2 separate regions of the Bombyx mori genome follow, and region 1 is linked to region 2. A link is a contact called in public Hi-C data. All regions are on one chromosome and are shown on one strand. Each heading gives the region's core, a stretch centred on a gene start, on an enhancer-like site or on the middle of the called end of the contact. The rest is flanking DNA. Distances are from core to core; before and after follow the strand shown. Region 1 holds the start of LOC101744075 (intraflagellar transport protein 57 homolog). Region 2 overlaps LOC101741803 (myosin light chain kinase, smooth muscle).

Region 1 (6,381 bases), core at 2,313-4,812, 70 kb after region 2:
GCTCGCCGACTCTACCACCGAATCGGAATCGCGACCAACTGAGAAAATCCGTCGAGAAATTCAGTAGGCTGTGTCTATGGGTACTGAAGTCCATAGACATCAGAGCGCGAATTCCTTTACCCACCTTGAGATATACGGTCGATATCTCGTTTTATAACAGCACTCCCTTTTTTTTTCTACCTAGCTGAGAGCCTTGAGAGGCTATTTCAGCGGAACCTTAACTAGTAGGTGAGCTCACGGTGCTCAAACCTGACGACGTTGCTAATCGGTCTAATCCGGTGGTAGATTCTGCGAAGCACGGCTCTTGCTAGGGTTCGTGTTAGCAGTGTTAGCACTCCCCATCTTCGAGCCGGAACGCATAACTGATTCGTGGCAGGAATAGGTAGGATGATTGTAGCAACCCGTACGTGCTAACACTGCAATTGTATCTTTTGCAGGGAATTTGGTATGTAGAAAATACCAGAGAAGTGGATTTAATAATGAATTCACTTTACTTATCAAAATTGGTTAATTGGGAAAAGTGTAAGTACAAAAAGTTTTTATCTACTTTTGGAACATTATTATGTGATTTCCACGTCATGAATTCTGTGTGGAATGCGACGTATACTTTACATATTTTGTAACGGTGGAACTGTAGGCTTAGGCCTTGTTCTTTGCTTCACGGCACCTTCGATTTAGGCCCTTTTAAATACGCTTTTATTAAATCACATGTTCACGCCAATTCATATAAATGCGTTGAGTTGTCTCGAGATTCCCTTATTAAGTCTTTTAAGGTCCATATTTGGCATTTACACGAACCCACCTAGTTGTGATAACGCAAAAACTTGATTTGACTAGCCAAGTCCAATTCGGTAAAGCCTCAAAACTTCGACCGAACAGGATTAGCGATGTTAAAAACGATTTAATACAACACGAACTCACCTTCGATGAACGAATTCACATTACACTCGCGCGCATCCGATATTATATTGATATTTCCACTGAGCTGAACATCCACTGGCACAGAACAGTCAAGACACGTGACGCGGCGACAATAAAAGAATAACTATTTTGTGAGTTACGTCGGTTTGTTTAAGGACACACGATCGTCTCTAACGAACGCCGGGCCGCGACTGAACTGAAGTTCTGAAGCAGCACGCGGTGGACGCGAATGTTTCTAATTTTATCGTGCCAGTAATACGAGATAAAGCCGGTCTTTATTGAGGATTTTTTTTATTTTATTTTATAAGGATCAGACGGCTCTCATATGCGCACGGCCTACTAATGAGGCACTCCGTTCCAGTCGGTTGTACTGATGGAATTATTTTGAGGTGCACTGATATAATGTTTAGTAATTTAGCTTGGCTCCGAATAGTTCCGAGTTGCTATCACATTTTGTATTTCTTGAATTACTGTTTTTTGCTACTTCACTAGATTTTTTTATTGCTCAGATAGTTGGACGAGCTCACAGCCCACCAGGTGTCTCAGTATAATTACAACGGCTGCCTCACCCTTCAAACCGAAATGCAGTACTGCTTCACGACAGAAATATGCAGAGTGGTGGTACTATCCCTGTGCGGACTCACAAGAGGTCCTACCACCAGTAAGTCCTATCCTAAGTCTATCTAAGCAAAAAGTTTTATGAAGCATAGATAAATTGGTTCAGTGCTCATTCCAGTATATGCGTAGCATTTTATCCAACGTCAGCGAGGGATGAACTCTCTTGAGATTCGAAGTTTTATGGGGCGTGGAAAGATCATTTTCAAACAACCAAATCATAGTTGTTCCCCTGCTATTGCTGAAGTCCATAAACGACTGTGACCACTTCCCATAAGTTCCTGTATGAGCCTCTGTATAAAAAGATTACCAGATAGGTATGCTCAGAGGATTTTAACGATCAATGTAACTGCTATCAATAATTAGGATGTACGGGTAAACAATTCTGGCTTTCTTGAAGCACTGCTAGAATTTTCCTGCCATCCCTTCACGGTTAAAATACTCTAATTTATTTTCCCACTGCCTAATTCTTAACATTTTTGTTTTTTTCCTACTTATGCTGATAGCCTGGAGAGGCTATTCAGCTTCTCCTTGACGTGTAGGTGAGGTCACGGGGCTCAAACCGGGAGTGCTGCTAACAAGGGCCCTAGCAAGAGTAGTGCTTTGCAGAATCTACTACCGGATCTGAAACGCGACCCACTAAAATGATTCGGCGAGAAACTCAGTGGGCTATGTCTATGGGTTAATTCATTCGTCGAGTCCTTCGTCGTAAGCGACGGGTCCGATGAGGACGGTGACCGGTGCTTGAGGTAGGTACCTAAAAGCACCGTTAATGGATCGGGCGAAACCGTAATTACGTATAACCTTCTAGTTTCTATCTAAAGTATTGGTGGCAGAGCATCTTGCAGTCATTGGAATTGTCGTGGCCTAGATAAGACGCTCTTACTAGTATCGAACGATGCAACCATGCCAGTGTTCCAATACCGCAGGCAGATAAACATTTTTGTAATGAAATACGTACATAACACGTTTTCGTGTATGCCTCCCAAAGTGATGCAATAAAATCGTGTGATAAAAAAAAATATTAATTTGCGAAAACCGCGACGGTGCGTTAATCGGCCAATTGTTGCTCTGTTAATTTTAATATTAGCAGCTTTTTTTTCTTTGTTTTTATTGCCCTTATAGGCAGACGAGCATACGGCCCACCTGTGAGTGGTTGGTTAACGTCGCCCGTGGACTTCAGCAATCCCAGGGGCAGAGCCAAGCCGCTGCTTACCGCTACCACTACAGCTTCCAATCTCATCTTCACTAGTACATTTCGTTTTACATTAAGTTCATTTTCATGTCTCATAGACACAGTTAATTTCTTGTTGAGTACGCACCAGAGAATATGTTCAGCAAATTGATGAACACAACCGTTTCAAAATTATTAATGAATCTTAGTTTAACAATGGTTTAATTAAAATTAATCATACCGATATCCAAACATGGGTGAGAGAATGCGTAGTATTGTTCCCAACGTTTGTAATAATAATACAAGCGTAGAAAATGAGTATCAGAGCTTCTGTATTAATAAACCGACTTGATATAAGGAAACTAACTTGTTTAGAACCAAGAATACAGAAAAGGTTTTTTTTTATTGCTTATATGGATGAACAAGCTCACAGTCCGCCTGGTGTTAAGTGGTTACTGGAGCCCATAGACATCTACAACGTAAATGCGCCACCCACCTCGAGATATAAGTTCTAAGTATAGTTACAACGGCTACCCCCACCCTTCGAACCGAAACGCATTACTGCTTCACGGCGGAAATAGGCGGGGTGGTGGTACCTACCCGTGCGGACTCCCAAGGTCCTACTACCAGTTTAAAATCGTTCAATCGTCTTGACATATGAGCCCGAACCGGCAGCAAGAAGTTGTTATTTCATTTATTTTTCGATGTACCTATCACTTATTTCTGGAATTTGTGTAGTTCCTTGAAATTCAGTGCATTTACAAATCTAATATTAGCGTAATATCTATGTTTACCAACGAACTGTAGACCATAGATAATAAATACACTTCACATTTAAGCGGTGGACTGATCACCATAGCAACCGTAGCGAAGCACTTCAAAACAATCACGCATTACTTTTAGCGTAATTCAAACATTATCAACATGGATTTAAGACTTATGGATAAATTACGTTTATTAAAAATCGACACGGATCTGCGTCCCCAGATAAAAATGAAACCGTTGAGTCGATATTATTTCGTGACGTCCACTAATCCGAACGAACAGTTTTTCGTGTTTGCCTCGACAGCGGCCTGGTTGATAAGGAAGTGTGGCAAGGATTTCGCTCAGCCCAACGAAGAGGACGATCCTAACACAATCATAGCTGCAGTAATTGATGTACTCAAAGAAAACGAAGTTAATGTAGATTTCTCTTCGCATAAACTAAAACAAGGATGGGGCGATCAAGTTTGTAGTATCCTGAATATTCTCGCAGATGAAGCATTGAAAAAAGAAAACTTTGAATGGCAAAAACCAGTTGTTGACATACCAGAATCAGAAGAGTCGGTTGATGACATTGATCAAGTTGAAGACGAAACCGAAATATTACTGGACAAAGTTGAAGATGAAATGCCCATTTATTCTGATGAATCTGAAGGAGATATTAATGCAGACGAAAAAGAACCAAGTAACATAGCCCAAAAGGTTCACGATTGGGAAGCGTGGAAGTTGGAATTGGAAAGGGTCGCTCCGGCTCTAAGATTGAAGATATCCGCCGATGGACGCGACTGGCGAGCGAGACATGCACAGATGAGGAGTTACAAAGAAGAGTTATTCGATAGATTTAAAACAACGGGAACCCAGCTGAATAAATTGCACAGTAGCATTTCATCGGCTATGGATAAGGTAACGGCCAGGGAGAATATATTGAATGAGCAATTCGAGCCTCTTGTCAAAGAATATGGTTCTCTACTCGACGAACTAAACAAAGTGTCAAATGAATATAAAGAGGCCAGTGTAGGTATCACTGAAAGGCAAGACATGTTGAACGAGCTTTCAACAAAGCTAGAGAATATTAAACAAAGAACCGAATCTAAAGGGTCCTCGATGAACGACAATTCTCCTCTAGTTACAGCAAAGAAAGCTGTCGCGACCTTGAAGAAAGATATACAGGAAATGGACTTTCAGATCACGGTGTTGCTGTGGCTTCTGACAACAAAGGAATCGAATGGCAACAGTTTACTTAATAACAAGGAATCTGGGATGATTGCCAACGAAGTGTACTAAATACAATCTATACTAATACATCAATCTAGTGGTTTTTACGGATGTTCCGTTATAACTACTGAACCGTGCATCCGATTGACTTGAAACTTGGTATCCATGTAGATAATACATGTACTTAATGGATAGGCTAACATTGATGTGTTGGACTCCCTACACCAGTTGCGGGGGCGTTAATGATGAGAATTTTTGTGGGGTTGAGAAATAATAATGTTTAAATGCCCAGCGAAGCGGAGGGGTTCAGCTAGTTAATTATTATTTTAGATTGATACAGTATTTGTACGAAGTTTTTGGTGTGTCGCTATTAATGTTGGCAAATCGAATCCAAGGTTTGCCACTAAGCAGTCTCAACAAAATAATTCTGTCAAAACGAAATGGTTTGTTATTTGTTGAATGCAATGTATGGTTTAATACGACTATTTTGCCCGACTTTATTGGACTACCGAACAATGCATTTATAAGACATGAAATGTATTAATGTCTTGTTTCAATAACTGTTTGTAGTTTTTTAAGATTTATTTTGTCTCATGTATGCAAACTCTTCTTTGTACTACTAGGCTACTTTGGTCATATTGTCAGTTAGGAACCTAACAATTGTCACAAACTGGTGGCGTTGTGGCTAAAGTAAATTGCAAAAGGCCTCATAGATGCCCTTGCTTTTACCAAATGAAGACATTCATTGGCCTACCTCACTTCAGCTCTTAGAGTTGCTGAAAATCGACGACCTCAGTTAAAAGAAGAACACGATCAAGAAGGATCAGAAAAAAAATTGTAAATTTTGATGACATTAATTTTTATATTGGTGGGCTATAAATAAATACCTATCAGCGTTTTATACGGTTTTCTCGAGTCGTAGACATAATTAAAATTAATTCTACGATTTAATATAATATGCTTTTCATAGTTTTTTTTTACACGGACGTCGGGCCACGACAACTGTAAAAGTATTCGAAACTCTTTTTCTTTTTCTCTACCTTATCCCACTAGGTGGGGTCGGCACAGCAAATTTTTCTCTTCCATTCTCTTCTATCAGCCGTCATCTCAACACTCACTCCTCTCTCTCTCTCTCTCTCTCTCTCATATCGTCATTCACACACTCCATCCATGACCTCTTCCCCCTCAAAGTATTCGAAGCGTCGGATATAATAATTCTAGGAGTGAGAGGCTATTTGGTTTCAGCGACATATTTGCAACTTTACAGGACTCATATTCAAAGTTTAAAATTTGGAAAAAATATCATACCAAAAAAACTTCTTTAGCTATTTGATTGGGGTAAACTTAATTGAATAAAAACATCGAAGTGTTGATGCTAATACCAAATAAAACGGACCTTTAGTTACATCGATAAATGTCGAGCCAAATAACCTGTCACCCCACGATACAATGAAGAAAAAAAAAACGCGATATTAAACTGTAAAAGATATATTAATTAATATCTGTTAGATTTTTGAATTGCGACTTAAATATTGTATTACAAAAAGTATTGTACAAGTAGTATTGACGTCATTTTATGACCATTCCTTTGCGGTTGAGGCTGTCCGTTTATGGAATGCGTTACCCTTAAGCGTTAAACTATCTTCCTCGCCGGAAATTTTCAAGTCCAGATTGAAATCGCACTACTTTGCTTC
Region 2 (5,829 bases), core at 3,064-5,563:
TATACAAAAAAACTACGAAAATGTTTTGAGTTTGGTTAAAAGTTTAAAGGGTAAATGCTGTTGTTGAAAATTTCAATTATAGGTAGAGAACATTTGGTGTAGCACGCATCCACGAAGCCATCATGCGCTTTGTTCTGCAAGGTAATATTATAGTCTTTATTCCAATTCTATAGAAACTCGAACTCGGATATAATAATATAATTAAAATTAGAACTGTAAAATAACTAGAACCATAAGTAAGTAGCCAGTAACATTAGATCAGTAAAAAATGGCGTTTGGCAGTTATCAGTCATTTTATTATAAGTAAGTAAGCAAGTTAAAAAAGGTATTTATTTGAAGTCGTGTTAAGGGACAATTACCATAGAATGTTTTTTTTTAATCCTAGACTAGAATACGAAGAAGGTAAGCATTTCTTTTACTATCATTGAACTTGAAAATGCAATGCATGATTTGAAATTAAATAACATAAAAATGTTTATGATGGGTACTTTTGTGGTTTTGATTTGCGAAGAATGGCTAGCAAGACGTAGATGAGTAGAGCTGAAGATCAGACTGAGTGGTGTAAATTGGGAGAGATGTTCAGCAGTGGAAGACTGAGGACTGACGATGATGGTGAGTAGTTTTGTCAACTATTCGAGTTCAGTACGAGTCAGTATCCATCCATCGAGTTTTTAGCTCAGTAGTATAATGCGCGCCTATCAAAAGATTTATTTCAAGTTTGGTATTGCACACTTGACAGATTTCTGTTTTTCTAGAAGTCATATATTGTTAGTAATGAGAAATACCTTCACAAATGCTTCGGTTGTAAGTAATGGATAGATATAGCTGATTCATGGTTTAAGATTCTATAAATATTATTTATAGGCCACTGCTTACGAATAAAATCAATTAATCAATCAATAAACCATATTTTATACATTTATATATTATACATATATAAATATGTCTGTGAAATATGGCACTTTTTTTTAAGTTAATGCTTTTTTTTTTCCTACGTAAGCTGATAGCCTTGAGAGGTTATATCCGCGGAACCTAAACTAGTAGGTGACCTCACGGGGCTCAAACCTGACGACGTTGCTAACACGTACCCTAGCAAGAGCCGTGCTTCGCAGAATCTACCACCGGATCGGAAACGCGACCCACTGAGAAGATCCGGCGAGAAACTCAGTGGGCTGTGTCTGAGGGTAATTTAATGCATAGTACGGACGAAGGTATGAACGGACTTTAGTTTATAAAAACAAAACAAGCTATATCCTTCTCAATTAAGTATAGTCAATTAAAACTGCGAACAATATTTAAAAGCAAACGTGTCATATTTAAATGATAAATTTAAAACAAGAAATTTGTTTAAAAACATATTGCATCTTAACATAGCGAAATGATGCAACCGACGAAACATTTATTTATTTTTTAACATGTCTCCAGTCGTGCCAACGTAAAAATATTCTTTAACGTTTTTTAGGGTTACAAGATCGTAAATTGAAAATAACTTCGAAAAAATAAATCACTATTTATTTCTCAAACGAATAATTTGTATAAATGATAATATCGGGGATATATTTATTAGTCTCTGTAATTAATTTTGTTGATTGAGTTCCAAATCTTGCGGCTATCCAGAACCGAAGGTATTTATCATTATTAGGTTGGTTTTTTTTTAACTACACGGAATTTTCAATTATCTGTATTCTATTGGTAAACATGGTAATTTTCTAGGTTTTCGTAAATGAATACCGCGGGACATTTACATTGTGAACAAATACGACTGGTTCCTTTTCTAATCGTCAAGGTTCAGAATAATTATGCAAATTAACGTCACGGAATAAAAGTGAAATCTCCGTGTAATTAATGCGTCAAGGCGTGCTCACATCTGTCGACAAGTCAAGTCTGTCAGCGGTTGCTCTAATTGCGCCTAAATATAACATGAAATTAAGGAAATATACTTAATGTCTCATTAATAATGATGACAGATTCGGTATCGCGTTGAACATTTTAATTGCGGTGAGAACATTCTGGAACCATCTTATCGTTCCTAAGCATTCGATTCGGCGAACACTTTACTAACACACTTATTAAATTATACTAGTGGTCCCGCAGTAGTCGAAATTCCACTATCATTAATTGAAATTGTAAGTTTGTACAATATTATGATTCTATTTTCAAATACTATTATACTTCTATAGTCACAAATTTCGCCAAGGCTACACTATAGAAAATATTGATAAAGACAAACAATATTTAATCTATTCTCAATTTGACAACAGAGGTCAAGAACAAAAGTTTGACAATAAATAGTATGCATGCGTGTATGCGTCAAATACATGGTATGTAGTGTGTGTAATGTTTTTTTATTGATTTAATGTATTTTAGGCATAATTTAAAAAAATATTAACATACTGCACTCCTTCTCTATATTCTCTTTACGTGTGGGAAATTTCATACCCCTCCGTCCGCGCAATTTTCGTTAAAAGGGATACAAAGTTTTTCCTTCACGTATTAACATATAGATATAGCGGTATTTGAAGTACAAGGCGTTGAAGTTGTTCAAGACCTTAGGATTTGAATCCAGCCATAGTTCGCATGTCGCGTTTTGTGAATTAAAACGCGAAGTTCTTTATTCAGTATTTCCGTTAACTAGCACTCCGATTTACACGAAATACATAAATGTGTACTTGTATAGATGATATTTTTGAGCATAAAATCGGTCAAGTGTGCTCAATGGTTTATCCATTATTTTTCATAGCAAAACGGTTTCAAAGAAATAATCAATAAAACATTTTCAGCGCTCATAACTACTATACAGTCTTATAAATATTGGTATTTGTGTGGAATAAAAAAATATATTTACAGTACGTTTTATTTCAAGATTGAATTAATAAACCTCGAAACTGTTCAAAATGAGTTTTTCTTAAAAAATAAATCCTAATGTTTTAGTTATATAAACTTGAATGTTAATAAGCTGTATTGTATAGGTGAGTTTTAAAATTAAGCAGTCTAAGCTTTTTGTTTATTATATTCTTAAATATAAGCTTCCGTTTTAATTTTTTATTTAATTCTGGTATATGAAATGTAATATGGATCCAAATATGAAGTAAGCGAAATGAATAAAAATAAAATAAAATGCTTTTTGTGGCTAGGGGCCTTTCTCGCTACACCAGACATGGACGATCGACGATTATATCTCAAGGTGGGCGCATTAACGTCGTAGATGTCTATGGGCTCCAGTAACCACTTAACACCAGGTGGGCTGTGAGCTCGTCTAACTAACTATTTAAGCAATAATAATTAAAAAAAGATTAGAATGTTAAAATATATATCTGCCGAATGCGATGTTACGTTGTAATTACCTAGATATTTTAAGAGTACACGCGCTTGGCAACAAAATATGACAACACGATAAAATTATTTAAAATATAAAATGACAAAACGATGTGATTAACGAGGTCGCGTTCTTCTTATCGATCTTTCACTGAAATGATCGATAGTTGCAAAAGAGCACAACATTCCGGCAACACATTTTATATACTGTCCTTAACCCACATGCGACCGAGTCAAGCGCAGAACTGAGACATAAAACAGAATTCGCGTATCGATGACTCAACTACAACGCGGCCGGACCGCTACGGAATCGTGAATACGTATTTTGAATTTATTTAATTTTCAAATGTTGTTTATGGCCAAACCGACAAAGGTCGACAGTGGTATATTTCGAAAAAAATAATAATAGGGAATGTGACAAGTTGGCAACCCATTAAGTTTTTGTATCAATCTCCAATGATTTTTTATACAACAGATATGTTATCTTCATAGTAACTGACTCTTCAAATCTGATCGCGCCATATATATCTACATACCTAACGATATAGTGCACACACATGTTGACAAGTAGCATTAATGAAAAGTACAAAAGACGGGATAAGCGCGTGAGTAAAAAAGATAGCTATAATTGGAACGATTGCACTTGTTATATTATTATTGCATTTGTTTAGACGCGACTAAAGACGAAACGTCCCAATTGGCCTGTTTTCGAGTCTTCACTTGACGTGCGCTTGAAACATATCTGCTTCTTTTCACATATAAAATATAATTGTCAATCTCACTAAATTTGACATCATTTAGATTGTAATCATTAATAACGTAAGGGCCAATAAACTTATTTTAACATGTTGTCTAATTTTGGTACGTTACTGACACGGTTTTTGGGTTATTGAAATGAACGAAGACACATGCTTTTATAAGTCTTACACAATAATAAATCGCTTTTAAATCCGATGACTCAACTGAGGAATTTACTTGTTTGTTTACATTATAAAGTTGTACGATACGTGTTCATTTTAAAAGGACTGAAGTCAGACTTTTAAGGTTGGTTAATTAATTGCCTCGATGCTTACTGTTGATGCGAATGCGGCCTTTTTTTTTGGATCGTATTTTTTTTTATTGGTCACACTTTTAGTCATGGTTTTTAGTCTTTATATTATACTAGCTGACCCGGCAGACTTCGTAGTGCCTCAATCGATAAATAAAAGACCTAAACTTTTGTATAAAATAAAGTTAAAACAAACAAAAGGAATCCGTCCGATGAGGGGGACATCATAGGAAAAACAAAATTGTTATTTTTTATTTAATTCCGAGCATTTTCATATTTATTTTAAACCATTTAAACCTTCTCTGGACTTCCACAAATCATTCAAGATCAAAATTAGCCAAATCGGTCCAGCCGTTCTCGAGTTTTAGCGAGACAAACGAACAGCAATTCATTTTTATATATAGAGAAGATATATTTTTTTGTGTATTTTGAACAGAAAAAGGAGTTTAAAAATGGTACATGTGAGTTAGAATAACTATTTATAATATCTGAACGTCGAAAATAATAAAACTGAAGCATCTATCTTAATTTTATGACGTAAATAATTTTCTCAAAAAAAAAACTTGTCTTTGGATTCAATTGGACAAAAACCAGCCCACGTTAACGTAGATTTGACATATTTAATGGTAAATAAATAACACACTCATTGGTAAATCTGTGACAATGCCAATTACTTTAATAAATTCAAACGCTCATATTTTAATTGTGAGCTTCATGTTCAACGGGGCCGCCGTAATTGGCATGCGTTCTTAAGATAAATAACGTATCCCTTATCTTAAATAATCTGTTTCAAACAAACGGAATAGCCACGGTCACGTAATTCGTGCGTTCCAACTTCGTATGATATTTGCACACGTTTCCTTGTTCAATCTATATTTGTGATCTAGAGAAAGGCCGGGAGCCGAAAAGAAATTGTATTTAACCTGTTTCATTTGGTCCATTTTTTTTTTTAAATAGATCTTCTATTTATTTCGTTACGATGAGACATCGGATGCAAGACGTGTACGTATGTAAAAATAAAACGTTGAAGTGCAATTAATTTCATCAAAATGGTGTACTTCGGGAATAAAATAAGTTTGACCATTCGTTGGGCAAAGGCAGTATTTTTACCTAGACTTTATTTTATTTTAGAGATATTTCCAAACGTTTCCGTATTGAGATATTATTTTTTTAGCCTGGCAACATTCATGAATGCTGACAAATGAATAATTTTACTTTTTAGGCGGCATCTTCATTTCTGAAGGTCGTGTTTGGCTTGATGACTTCTCGCATCAATCGAATCACATTAAATGAATAGTAAAAAATAAAATGTATTTATTTTATTTTATTTTTTATCATAAACCTAATTTAAATGATATCTTAATCGATTTTTATTTACAGTTTCCATATCATTAGGTATGCCATATAAAAGAGAACTAACCAAATCAATGCGATTGTCCCTATAGTAAGTACAGCGGAGCTAAACT

The links. A called contact is a pair of places that touch in the nucleus more often than the background predicts.
Region 1: a contact with region 2 is called in a Hi-C map of whole pupa, with 3 times the contacts expected there. The contact joins the promoter of LOC101744075 here to the enhancer-like site in region 2. A contact is called at or near these places in 2 of 7 Hi-C or Micro-C datasets (both in whole pupa).

The regions. Positions count from the first base shown.
Region 1 is chr14:9,283,463-9,289,843 of ASM3026992v2, forward strand. LOC101744075 (intraflagellar transport protein 57 homolog) reads left to right here and starts at 3,563. Exons shown (of 1, transcript XM_004925373.4): 1 at 3,563-6,381. The coding sequence starts at 3,635. The coding sequence ends at 4,756. LOC101741803 (myosin light chain kinase, smooth muscle) reads right to left here and starts at 1,129. Exons shown (of 9, transcript XM_062672140.1): 1 at 922-1,129.
Region 2 is chr14:9,212,653-9,218,481 of ASM3026992v2, forward strand. The region is part of intron 5 of LOC101741803 (myosin light chain kinase, smooth muscle); the gene reads right to left. Among protein-coding and RNA genes, the nearest start is that of RpS16, 24 kb to the left of the region's middle. Within about 2 kb of position 4,314, at least 7 of the 8 cell types and tissues checked have open chromatin away from gene starts, as enhancers often do.